Linked DNA regions of Zea mays: region 1 is linked to region 2. The links are chromatin contacts, called in public Hi-C maps. All regions are on one chromosome and are shown on one strand. The core of a region is the stretch at or near the end of the contact, and the rest is flanking DNA. Distances in the headings are between cores, read along the strand shown. Region 1 holds the start of LOC100383052 (evolutionarily conserved C-terminal region 2). Region 2 holds the start of LOC100502172.

Region 1 (5,758 bases), core at 2,943-5,442, 290 kb before region 2:
ACCTAGTACTCCATTAAAAGATAGTTACGCGCCAATTTTAAGACATTCTCCTACAAGCACAGAAACTGAGGCCGCTGATGAACACAAAATGGATAAAAAACAAGATATAATCAATACAGAATACGGGGATAAAATGGTTTAAACCTAGAGTCTTTTTGTCTTATTACTCTCCACAGTACCGCAACATGCAAAAAAAACTACCTTAATGTTGTTCAAAGTATAGGAAATAGGCTGCTTCGTTAACAATGATAGAACTAAAACAAAAAGGCAAAAAAAAACAAGGGTTACAACAAACTCGGTGTCGTCACAGGGGTATGTAAGAAGCCTAACACGGGTTCCAAGACACCAAAAACCAGTCACACAACTAGCAAAGCGACAATAAGTAAAATCTGATTCACTCCCATGATGAGCCCCATCTCACGAACTCCAGTACCGAAAGAAGTCCAGAATTCAGGCAGAATCAATAGGTTTTGATTTGCAGATACCGCAAAACCTGCAGCATTTGCACCGGTATGGTGCCGACCAGTATGCATGATGCTTAGTTGTCATTTGATATTCCACTTTCAGCTACTGGTTTGGAGGCATCCGCCGCCACCTCAGCAGGAGTGCCTTCCTTGCTCGTTGCCTGTTTCTGTGACCCTGGTTTGCCATTAGTCGCATCCTTGTCTTTCTCTTGAGAAACATCGGCCCCCTGGCCAATGCTAAGAAACAAGGCGTCAGAGACCATCATTCAAGCCATACAGAACCACAGAAAACTGTAATAAGAACAGATACTTGCCTGGCCTTGAAGCAGTTGCTGATTCGCCCTCTTTTCCTGCATCAACTTTTGGCGATTCTCGTAAAAACCAAAATCATCCAAAATTGACGTTTTAGTAACATGTTCTTTGAAAATCTTCAACATTTCAAGACCTTGTTCCAGCTTAACCTGCAGCATTATGGACAGCATTAGGATCACTATCACAACTCACAAGTACACTTCTCAGAAGACCAACAATATTTATTATCAACAATTCATAGTGATACATAATTTTTAAACCACCCTCTCTTCAACAGAAACCAATAAGTGAATGGCCAGACAACATTATGACTTCATGAGTTGTCATGCAGACTCGCTAATACCCCTCAGGTCATGGCATAGTCATATATATGACGACTGTAAACAAGGAAATAGACAGATCATATTTTGCCGTTCCCACTAGCTAAAAGCCCCCGCCCGCTGATAAACCAGTAAAAAATTTAAATATCCTGAAAAGAAAGTAACCAAAACATTATCTTTACAGTACCCTTAGCCCGTTGCATCATGATGCAATTAATCACTTAATAAGCATCTAAGCCAGGTAACTCTCAGGAAATATACCTCTTGTGTGTCACGGCTGTTTGTCACAGGCTTATTATCATTGTTATCCAGTGTAATATGCTTCAAAGTGTTGTTGGGCACATCCTTGACTATGTGCCACTTGAGTGGAAAACAACCATTCCACTTGTCTTGTTGCCAATACTCCACAGTCTTATCAAAGTCGACAGGACCAACCATTTCAGCAACACCAACAAACTGACCACTTGTGTTCACCTAAGGGACAAGCTCAAGGTCAAAAAGGGACTGCCAAAGAAGTACAGGTAATAATAGGGAAAGATGCTACAGACTTACAGAGAAAAACAAGAACACCGGGCAGTCACTGGATTTCTCCTGAGCCTCTCGGTACCCAGCATCCAGCTTCTTATTTCCATTAGGAGTGCTAGCCCACACATTGTATTTTATACTCTTGTGCACATCATCCTCACTATATGATTTGATAACAAAGAACTTTGCATCCTTGTAGGTTAAAGGAAACCCTTCCTGGTTAAATTGGCCTTTGTCTGGAAGAGTACTGTTCTGTTTCCCCACTGAAGGGAGGGCTTGGCCCTTCACAGCAATAGTTACAGTAGGACCGAATTGTTTTTGGTGCTTGAAACCACCAGACCTTGGTCCTCTGTTCAGCTCGGTAAAGCCATCTTGGTTCTCACCACTAAAACCAAAAGGTGCACGCCCTCTGGGCTTGTATTTGGTATCCACAACTCCCCACCTCCCATTGTTTCTCGAGCTATACATGTTTGATCCAAAACCAAGGCCACCCTTCAGTGTGTTCCCATACTGACCATACTGCCCATATAATCTGTTGTCTGGGTACATCCTAGAAGGATATCTAGGTGAGGTCAGACCCATTCCAGACGAAGGCATCTGTGCATGTATACCCTGGAAATAAATGAAACCAACAGCTAAGATTTATTCAGGTACACTGCATATATTTCTCATAATAATCCAAATATGCAAACACATCACATTTGTATGTGCAGTCTTAAGAAAGGAAGTACAATTTAATACCAATGGTATGTGAGAGCAAGCTTTAGATGTCATTGAATGCCAGACACAAGTAATTACTTAAAAAGAAACTCTGCAACACAATATTATGAAAATAATTTGTTTGGCGAACACACCATGAGGTTTGTTGTTGGATGCTGGCTCTGACTTCTCATAGAAGACGAATTGGAACGGTAAGATGTGGAACTAGCAGTTGGTATCTGATGCCCATTCGAGTAAACTGGACCATCGTACCATTGAGCTGGAGAACGAACACCATTGTGACCATAATTGCTTGCAGAAGGTCCACTGCCTTGCATAGGTCCTCTTCCATATAAACCACTGTTTGCTACCGATACATTCAGGTGGGTTTGCTTACGTGGCAGCGAACTGTTGTGAGCAATTGTCATACCATTAGCCCTCACGTTTGGAGTTGCTTTTGTTGCATCTACCAAAACTCGTGCCTGCTGACTGGCAACAGAGGGCGGTTCAGGTTGAGAACTGGCACCATTTAGACCATGTTTTGCGTTTGTTGGTGTTGGTTGCTGATAATATTGAGACGGGTATTGATATTGCTGAGAACCATATGACTGGCCATCATGCCCAACAGTTGGTACTGGAGAACCCGAAGGATATGGGCCGTATGGAGCATAGCCATATCCAAGGTACATGTCTCCATACACGGTCTGCTACATTAGTTCAACAGAAAAGAAAGTATCAGCTCCATCCCTTATGTTATCCACAAGAGTAAATAAGTGATTCACCAAAATTCATAGTTAACAAATTTGAATGTGTAGTGTGTACACATGCCACTGTATTTGTTCTCAGATTTCTAGAGAAAGTGGAAACGCATAATTCAAATGTATCTTAAACTCAAAAATACACCTAGCTGAGATAATTGCACAGTCAACACAAATGTTAACTTACAGGGGGCATCTCCATTCCTTCATGACCAGCATACCTTGAGTCCCATTCATTGGCTGAGCCATCATAACCTGAGAAGCAGCATACAAGAATCAGGCATTGCAATTATGAACGTAGCCACCTACCAAGGTCTGAGGCGACAAGGAGCACAGGTTTATGTACCACTAGGGAAGTAATAGGCTGGAGAGGCATATGCACTGGGCTGGTAGAAGAAATTAGGATCCATGGCCTCCTGTAGTAGAGGTGTTATCGACCTGTCCACCTGTGAAGCAGCGCTCTGTGCATCTCCAGCGTGGGTAGATCCTCCATATGGCATCCCAGAAGGCTACAATTATACGATTCAAGTAGCCATTAATTTTTTTTTATCCTCGGTGAATTTCTCCTTCCACTAAGAATAATTCCGCAAAACGAAACGGTCGCCCAAAACAGCCTAGAAAGTTATACCTTCTTGGCAGTGTCGGAGCCATCCTTGCCCTCCAGAGACAGCTTCTGCAGAAGATTGGTGGTCTCTGCAACTCACGAATCAAGGAAGAAGCACACATATAATTCAAGCAAGCACCTCACAGTTCGATCGATACAGTTTACCTAGTGAAAACGAACAGAATTTTTTCCCCCAATATAAGGGTGACCAAAAAAAATAAAAATGTTTCTTGAAACCGACTCCTATAACACTGCTCAAAGGCCCTGAACACGGATCAAACCCGCCAAAAAAACGAACAGGAAGCAAGGATACGGTCAGCAGCGCTAGGGGCAGGAGCAACTGTCGACATGGCTTCTTCTCGCGAGTCAATTCGATCTAGGACAGACGTCTGCCGCAGCTACCAACACCAAACGACTGCTCCTGGATCGGATTCAAGGCCGGTGTAAAAAATCGATAAGATAATTCTTATCTGTGGTGGGGAGAGGCGGTGGGTAGGTGGTGGTGGAGGATAAACCCTAGGGAGGGGGGAGGGGAGACGAGGCGAGGATAGCCGCCACAGACGCCACGCGAGGGGAGGGAAAGGAGCCCCCCAGCGAAGAGGTAGAGGGGTTTTAGCGATTCGAAGGGCGGTGATTCAAATACCGACCCAAGCCCATCCCCGCTGCTCGTTATCTTCCCAACTTCTGCTCCAGGTACACAGAACTTGTGAACATGTTGGAAAAAAGTGTCAAGTCTCCAGGAGAACATGTGGTGGCACGCTAAATTAACAATGCTCCTTGGTTCGATTTATGGTAGACATAGGAAAAATACCAGAGAAAAGTAACACAAGAAATAGAATATGATGAACAAAATCAAAATACGACGAAAACCCTACCTAGCGATACCTTCAAGAGCTTTTCTAAATTTCAGTCTCTAAATTATCATTATAGTCATTTACATAAAAAATATTTTCTATATCTTTTTAATCTCCAACAGCTTTTATATATCCTGTTTGCATTCTATAAAGCCATTCACGTTTTCTATCTTTGGCGGCAACACTATTGTTTTTCTTCTTCGATGAGTAGACCACATGTTCTCCTTGTTTAATGGATTGCGCTAGCCCATCATTGCCTCTGACATCTATCACCACCTAGACTAGCATAATCCAAATCAGGTTGTTTCCCACCCCTAGCTCAGCGGTGTCTGACCCCTATACTCGTTACCACCACCAAACTGACCACTGTTGTTGGACCCCTTGCTTTCTAAGTCCAGTTATGTGGTACTCCCTACCCTAACCCTAGGGCTCTCCTGGAAATTAAAATAAAACAAAATCCTAAGCCTAAATCCCACGGTCATTGCTCCATTGTCCGACCCACGGCAGTCTCGCATCGATCGCCCCGCCCTTCACCCACGAAGCATTATGCATACTTTTGTTTAAGATTTAGAAATATAGCACAAAATTTCTATGATTCTTAGGTTGATGTTTATGCAAATTATTATTGTATTCTCTTTCTTTTTTCTCTCGATGTAAATCAATTGGTCAAAGCAATGTCTTTCCTCGAGTTTAGCCCAATAACAAAACCAATTCCATGGTCACCACGACGTCCTCGTTTTCACATACACAGACTCGATGTCATTTGTGAAACAATGTCTAACATTCTAAATTCAATGAACCTATCGAGTGTTACGATCCTTGTGACCATGTAAAACAATAGAAATATGTCGATGCCAATTAATGGAATGGTCAACTTCCATCGTTAGTGATAGCGTTGTGTGTGATGGCTCTGAGGTTTCCTACAAAGTTGGTGTCTAGGTGAATATTAATGTGGCTTGGTATGGTCTTTGAATCGATGAGTATGCAAATTCAATTATTCAAACATGCCGTTCAGGTGATATGCAGGTTGCTTCTTCTTGCCATGCTCCATGTAATACTTCTTTGCGGAACATGCATAGTGTTTCTTTCCAACAAGATTCATGTAATGCTTCTTTTGTGGGGGCGAATGTTAACAAAAAAAATTTTGTTGTGTGGCTTAGTTTATTGTCTAAAATATCACAAATAAATGCCCCCAAAAAAATATCACACATAAATGACCCGG
Region 2 (5,535 bases), core at 841-3,340:
GATTCCAAAATCCTTGACGCTTCTGACCAGTGTTGACAATGGGATCACAACTCACAGCCAACCATGCTTGACAAACCCTCATATCCTCTTCAGACGTGAAATTGGCTAGCTTTGTGTGTTGAGGAGGCTTCTTCACTGGAGGTGCTGTTGGTGAGGCCTGGGCTGGTATATCAGGTGGAGGAGGAAATGCAGTGTTGTCAAACTGAGTGCCATCATCCTCAGATAGGAAACTGCCATACTGTGCCATAACTTGGTTCCAATCCGTACCCATGCTGTACATTGAAGGTACTCACATAAAAAATACATGAGATTAAAATGAATAAGTGTACTACATTTGAGACAAGCATTTGAAATGAAAGCACAACCATGAGAAAAGTAAACAGGACAGGCAGAAGAAACTCAGAAGTGCTGGAGACTAGATATATTGGAAAGTTGATAACATTTAACAGAGCACGTTAACATAAACATGTCATCAACATCGCGTCCAGATAGGTGTCGACAACATAAACATGACATCAACTAAACCACTAACTTGTGCCACACATCTGTTGTGTTCACATACAAAAGACTAGTTCCACTAACATAAACCTAACACATACACATATTCCTTAGGTGCATGCTAATCTAGTAGGGATAGGTGTCGTCGGTGGAGTAGTCGCGTCCGTCGTCGTAGCCGACGATATCGTCAGGATTCAACTCTGAATCATAATCAAGCAGAAGCTCATCCTCTGTTTCTGATGATTCAGCAATTGGAGAAGGGGCCATGTGCTCCATCTCCCAGTCTTTTTCCAGTGCAAGGTGATCAAGGTCCTTGGCAAGGTCCTCGATCTGAACTAAAGCACGATTCATTTCATTGAGGACTGGTCCGCTAACTGGTTGGAAGGCACCGTGGACGACATCGACGATGTCGGCACAACGCTGCTCCACTACTCTGATTAAATGAGCGAGTACTCTTCGGAGCTTTGCGTTCTTCGAATCCATGGTCTACATAAAACATATGGTTGTGTTAATATATGTACGTGAAAATTTTATGTATACCGTGGCCTAGTTGCTACATTGATGGTAAATATACTCCGGAGCAGCTAGTATTGCCAATAGGCAGTTCAAATCATCACATGAATTATGAACATCAATTATCAAGATAAAACCTAGTGGTCATGATTCAGTGTGTCAAAAGCATTGGCCAAGTAATTGTGAATACACCTCGATTCCTATATGAACAAAGCTTCTAGCACAAAGAAATTTCCTTAATGTGAACATCAATTATCAAGAGATACAATAGTGGTCATGATTCAGTCTGTCTAAAGCAGTCGCCATGTATTTGTAAATACACATCGTTTACTAGAACATCGAAGCTTGTACCACAATCAAATTTTCTTAATGGCAACAAAAATTATGAACAGAAAACCTAGTGCTCAAGGAATCCTACATCCATCCAATGTATGTTCGGTGAACCTAACCCTAGATCTGGACGAGTTGTAGCATTTCAAGTACTAGAATCATAGAAAGCAAAATCGATCTTCAATGTTTACCTTTTTGTCTTCGGATCTGGACCACCCGACCGAATGGAAGACGATGATGATGGCGACGTCGAGATGCGCTTGTGTTTCTCCCCACCTTCCTTCGTCGGCGCCGTGGATCTTCTCAGCTTCTTGGCGATGGCGGTTCGACGGCGACGAACACCGACGGTCACACCCGCTCCTTGGATCTTTGACTCGTCGGCGGCCACCTCCTTGCCTCCAGCCACCGAGAGCGGTCCACCTCCGGACCCGCTCGAGCACGGCCTCTTTGAGCCCAGCTTGGCCGGCGGCGCCGAGGAGCAGCGCCGCGAGGCCCCCTCGCCGAGATGGATCGAAGTCGCCAGCGACGGCACAACAGCGCCTCCGGATTTTTCACCCCCGCGCGAGCCCGACTCCTCGCCCGGATATCGGACGTCTGCAATTCTCCACATCTAGGATGCGTGCGGCGTCCTCTAAAATTTAGAGTGCCATATAAAGTACCTTGCTGGACGCCTAGAGGACGCGTTTGAACCCTACATTTAGAGTACAAGACGTTTTACCGTGTAACATCGCCGTCCCTTTTCCACCATCTACTATAGAACCAAACGACAACTGACGCCACTTCGAGTCGCGCCCGGCGTCCCCAACTCCACCGACGCCGAGCACAACCGTTGTTTCCGGCTGGTCCTCCACTGGCCGCTCCTCAGTCAGTCCCGGATTCTCCCTTGGGTCTGGAGTGGAATGGAGGTTAATCCGATCATGGGGTGATTTCCTCTTTTAACTGGTGAGTAATCGTAGGTTAGCTGGGCGGATTGCTCCGGGTATGAGTTGGTTTCGTAATCTCCATCCGGTTAGTTGTGGAATTGTGTGCCCGCTCACTCTCTACTAATCAGTCGATTTATCCGTGATTTGGTTAGGATTTTCTTCCTCGTGTAGGATCAGCGCAGCCGGAGCTCAAAGGTGCCTGTGGAGTTTATTACATCAAGAATTTTGGGTTCGACATAATCCCCATGTCCCCCAATAAGTCCGGCCATGCTTCAGGCCGTGACGCGGTTTTCTGGTCCGATAGAATGAACGAATATCTTATTGATTCGCTGCTTCACCAGCAAGCCATTGGGAACAGGAGTGAGTCCAAATTCTCATCGGTGGCATATGATAGCATCATCACCGGTGTGGGTGAGAGGTTTGGCGTGGTGATCGACCGGAACAATATAAAAAATCGCCTAAAGCATATCAAGGAATCGTTCAATGAATGTAGGAACCTCCTTGGTGAAGATAATCGGTTTAGGTGGTGCCCAGAGAGCAGAAGATTCAATGCCGACCCAAATGTTTGGAGGGAGTTGATCGAGGTTTGTGTGCGCTATCAATTCAGTCAAGAATAGGCGTTGACTTCTCTGTTGGATAGAAAAAAAAACACCGAAAGCCCCTGCTTTGTTTTGTAGAGAAAACCAGAAGCAAAGAAATGGATGATGAAGACGATTGACCATTATGATAGCTTAATGGATCTATTTGGTAAGAATAGGGAGAAACGTCAAGACGTTGAGAACTCAAAAGGTACCTCGAAGAAAAAGGCGCGAACAGAACCGCCAAAGGAGATACTTCAACGTACTCCATTAAATCGGAAGGGGTCAGCTCTTGCCGAAAGTTCAGATAAGACGGTGGACAAATGTGAGGTATCATTATTTGGACTTGATGAATTATTAATTAAGTTTATTTTACTTGTTCTCACCGCTCGAGGAAGGAAATTGCTTTGGTAATATTGATCAGGAAGTCTAGTTTGCCACCTTTAATTTAGGTGAGCCATGCTTTCTTTGGCAAATGTTTACTTGATTATCAAAATTATGGCCCACCATGCTTCCTTGTCCCGATGAATCGCTTGTTATAAACTGAGTCTTTTTACCAAATATACTACAACCATGTTGTCGTGGCTGAGCATACGGCTTTGCCACACTTGCCTAACTTTATTTGCTACAATGTTCGCTATGAGCCAAGTGTCGAAGCAAGTTCTTTTGCTCACTAGATGCTTGTCTGAACACCAAAGCATGTAGACTTATAATAACATCATGCATCTGTTCTTGCATCATCTTGGTACTGGTACATAACAAAGCACTTACTATTTTGTACATGCCAACTTGTCTAGTTCACTTTTTGCTCTACTTATTTTGGATAGTATGTGTCTTCTATATATAAAAGTCATCTCATCTATTAGTGGTAAGCTAGATACCCTTTTATACCATTTTATGATATGATGCTTACAATTTGTTGATGCATGCATTATCGCTAATTTCTAGTTTTATTGTAAACACTAGTTCTGTTGAAACAGATACGTTATATTAACTACTACCTATATGGCTATATGTTATTTGTTGTTATCTTGCAAAATTTTCCCTTAACGATTTCATTGATATGTTCTATATATTAATTGTTCTGTTGATTCATTCGCTCAACCAATGAACGACTGATTGAATGCTTCTGTAGTTTTAAAAAAAATTCTCGAATATAGTAGCTGTGAAAAGATCATTATGAACCATTGTAGTTAGAGTTTACTTGGTGACTAAAATGAGTTTAGAGCGTGTTTGGTTCGCGTCACTGCATGGTCTGGAATGATCCGATCCAAAAAACTAAGCTAGCCACACTGTTTGGTTTGCATCACCTATTAGACCCATCCATCACCGACCAATCCCTTGTAAGTTGGTAAACAAGTCAATTTCTGTGAACATACGGCTCCTTGGAAATCAACAGACGACCACTTCCTCCAAATCAAAGGTCTGTCCAATCCTTAGGTGAATCCATGAGGGATCAACTCATTCCGCACTAGATGGTTCCTTGAGCAAAACACGCTGTTAGGGTTCACTTGCTGACCGGGATAAGTTTCCTTTTATCTAGACTGCTATTATATGTGTAGGAATTTTTAGCGAGATATTGACATCATGGGAGTAAGTATCATCATGTTGTCTGAATTTAGTGTAATTTTAACCTTGCTCTGATGGAGACTTTCTTTGTCCAGATCCATGATGAGATAAAAACAAATGTGGAACTTGATTTGTCAGAATCGTGCAGAACTGATAATGGCATTGTTGCCATACCTGTTCGTGCCTATTCATACGGTAAAGGTTTGCCCTATGCTCCTGAAAATTGGCCACGTCATGGAGACATATGGCACTGGAAAGTTGGAAGCAGGGCTTCTGGAGCAGGCCATTGGGCTGACAGGTGATGCTCCTATCATGTCCAGATATGTTTGATATGAATTTAAGTAGTACTATGTAAAGAGTAAAAATAGAATGTATAAATTCCTTATTTTTGCATTAGGGCAAGCTAAAATTTGCGGACAATTTATTTGTTCTATATTGATTGTGCCCAAAATAATGAAGTTTATGTCTGCTGTTGACTATTTGGATAAACAGGTATATTATGCCGCCATCCCGTTTTCGTGGCGCTGCTCCTAAGAAGTTAGGATTTGCAAGTAGAGGATTTGCAAGTAGGTTACAAGTTGAGGAATTCGTTAAGAGAGAATTTCCGGATGTTGATCCTAGCACATTCTTTTCTATGTTTATCTGGAAGATCCCTGCTGAAGGATACAGGATCCAAAAAGGTTAAACCTTTCTATTGCATTTTTATGTTGTTTAGTTGTCATGTAATTAGTGCTTTAAATAGTAGTTCATTGAGGTCTCGAAAGCTGTTATAATTCCTTGCTGTAGTATACCCTTGTATTCTTAACTGTAGTTCCTCCCTCCCTAGCCATATAACTCATCTCCCCTAAGCAAGATGACCCATTTTGCTAAGTTGAGCATTTGATTTTTATAAAGATAAAAGGCAGGAGTTGCATGTCCAATTGTGCGTGGTAAATAATAGTTTATGAGGAAGTATCCACACAGACATGTAGTATAATGTTTCTTTGCAATACTGCTATTCTCTCACCCTTTCCACATCTGTAGTTGTTGCTAATGGAATCTCCTTTTACAATTACCTTTATTGGTGGATACAATTTAGTGTCCTTGCAACATATTTAGTTAAAATCATGTCTGACTTTGGTCTG

The links. Hi-C and Micro-C count contacts between places; a contact is called where the count stands out from the background.
Region 1: a Hi-C map of tassel shows a contact between it and region 2, with 1.8 times the contacts expected there. The contact joins the promoter of LOC100383052 here to the promoter of LOC100502172 in region 2. A contact is called at or near these places in 3 of 25 Hi-C or Micro-C datasets (endosperm, leaf and tassel).

Annotation. Positions count from the first base shown.
Region 1 is chr1:282,727,643-282,733,400 of Zm-B73-REFERENCE-NAM-5.0, reverse strand. It overlaps LOC100383052 (evolutionarily conserved C-terminal region 2), which reads right to left and starts at 4,192. Exons shown (of 9, transcript NM_001175728.1): 1 at 3,996-4,192; 2 at 3,707-3,771; 3 at 3,425-3,587; 4 at 3,266-3,333; 5 at 2,476-3,027; 6 at 1,649-2,233; 7 at 1,358-1,570; 8 at 779-925; 9 at 188-691. The coding sequence starts at 4,032. The coding sequence ends at 539.
Region 2 is chr1:282,434,145-282,439,679 of Zm-B73-REFERENCE-NAM-5.0, reverse strand. It overlaps LOC100502172, which reads left to right and starts at 2,090. Exons shown (of 8, transcript NM_001196650.1): 1 at 2,090-2,283; 2 at 2,436-2,848; 3 at 2,942-3,172; 4 at 4,507-4,709; 5 at 4,904-5,091. The coding sequence starts at 2,510.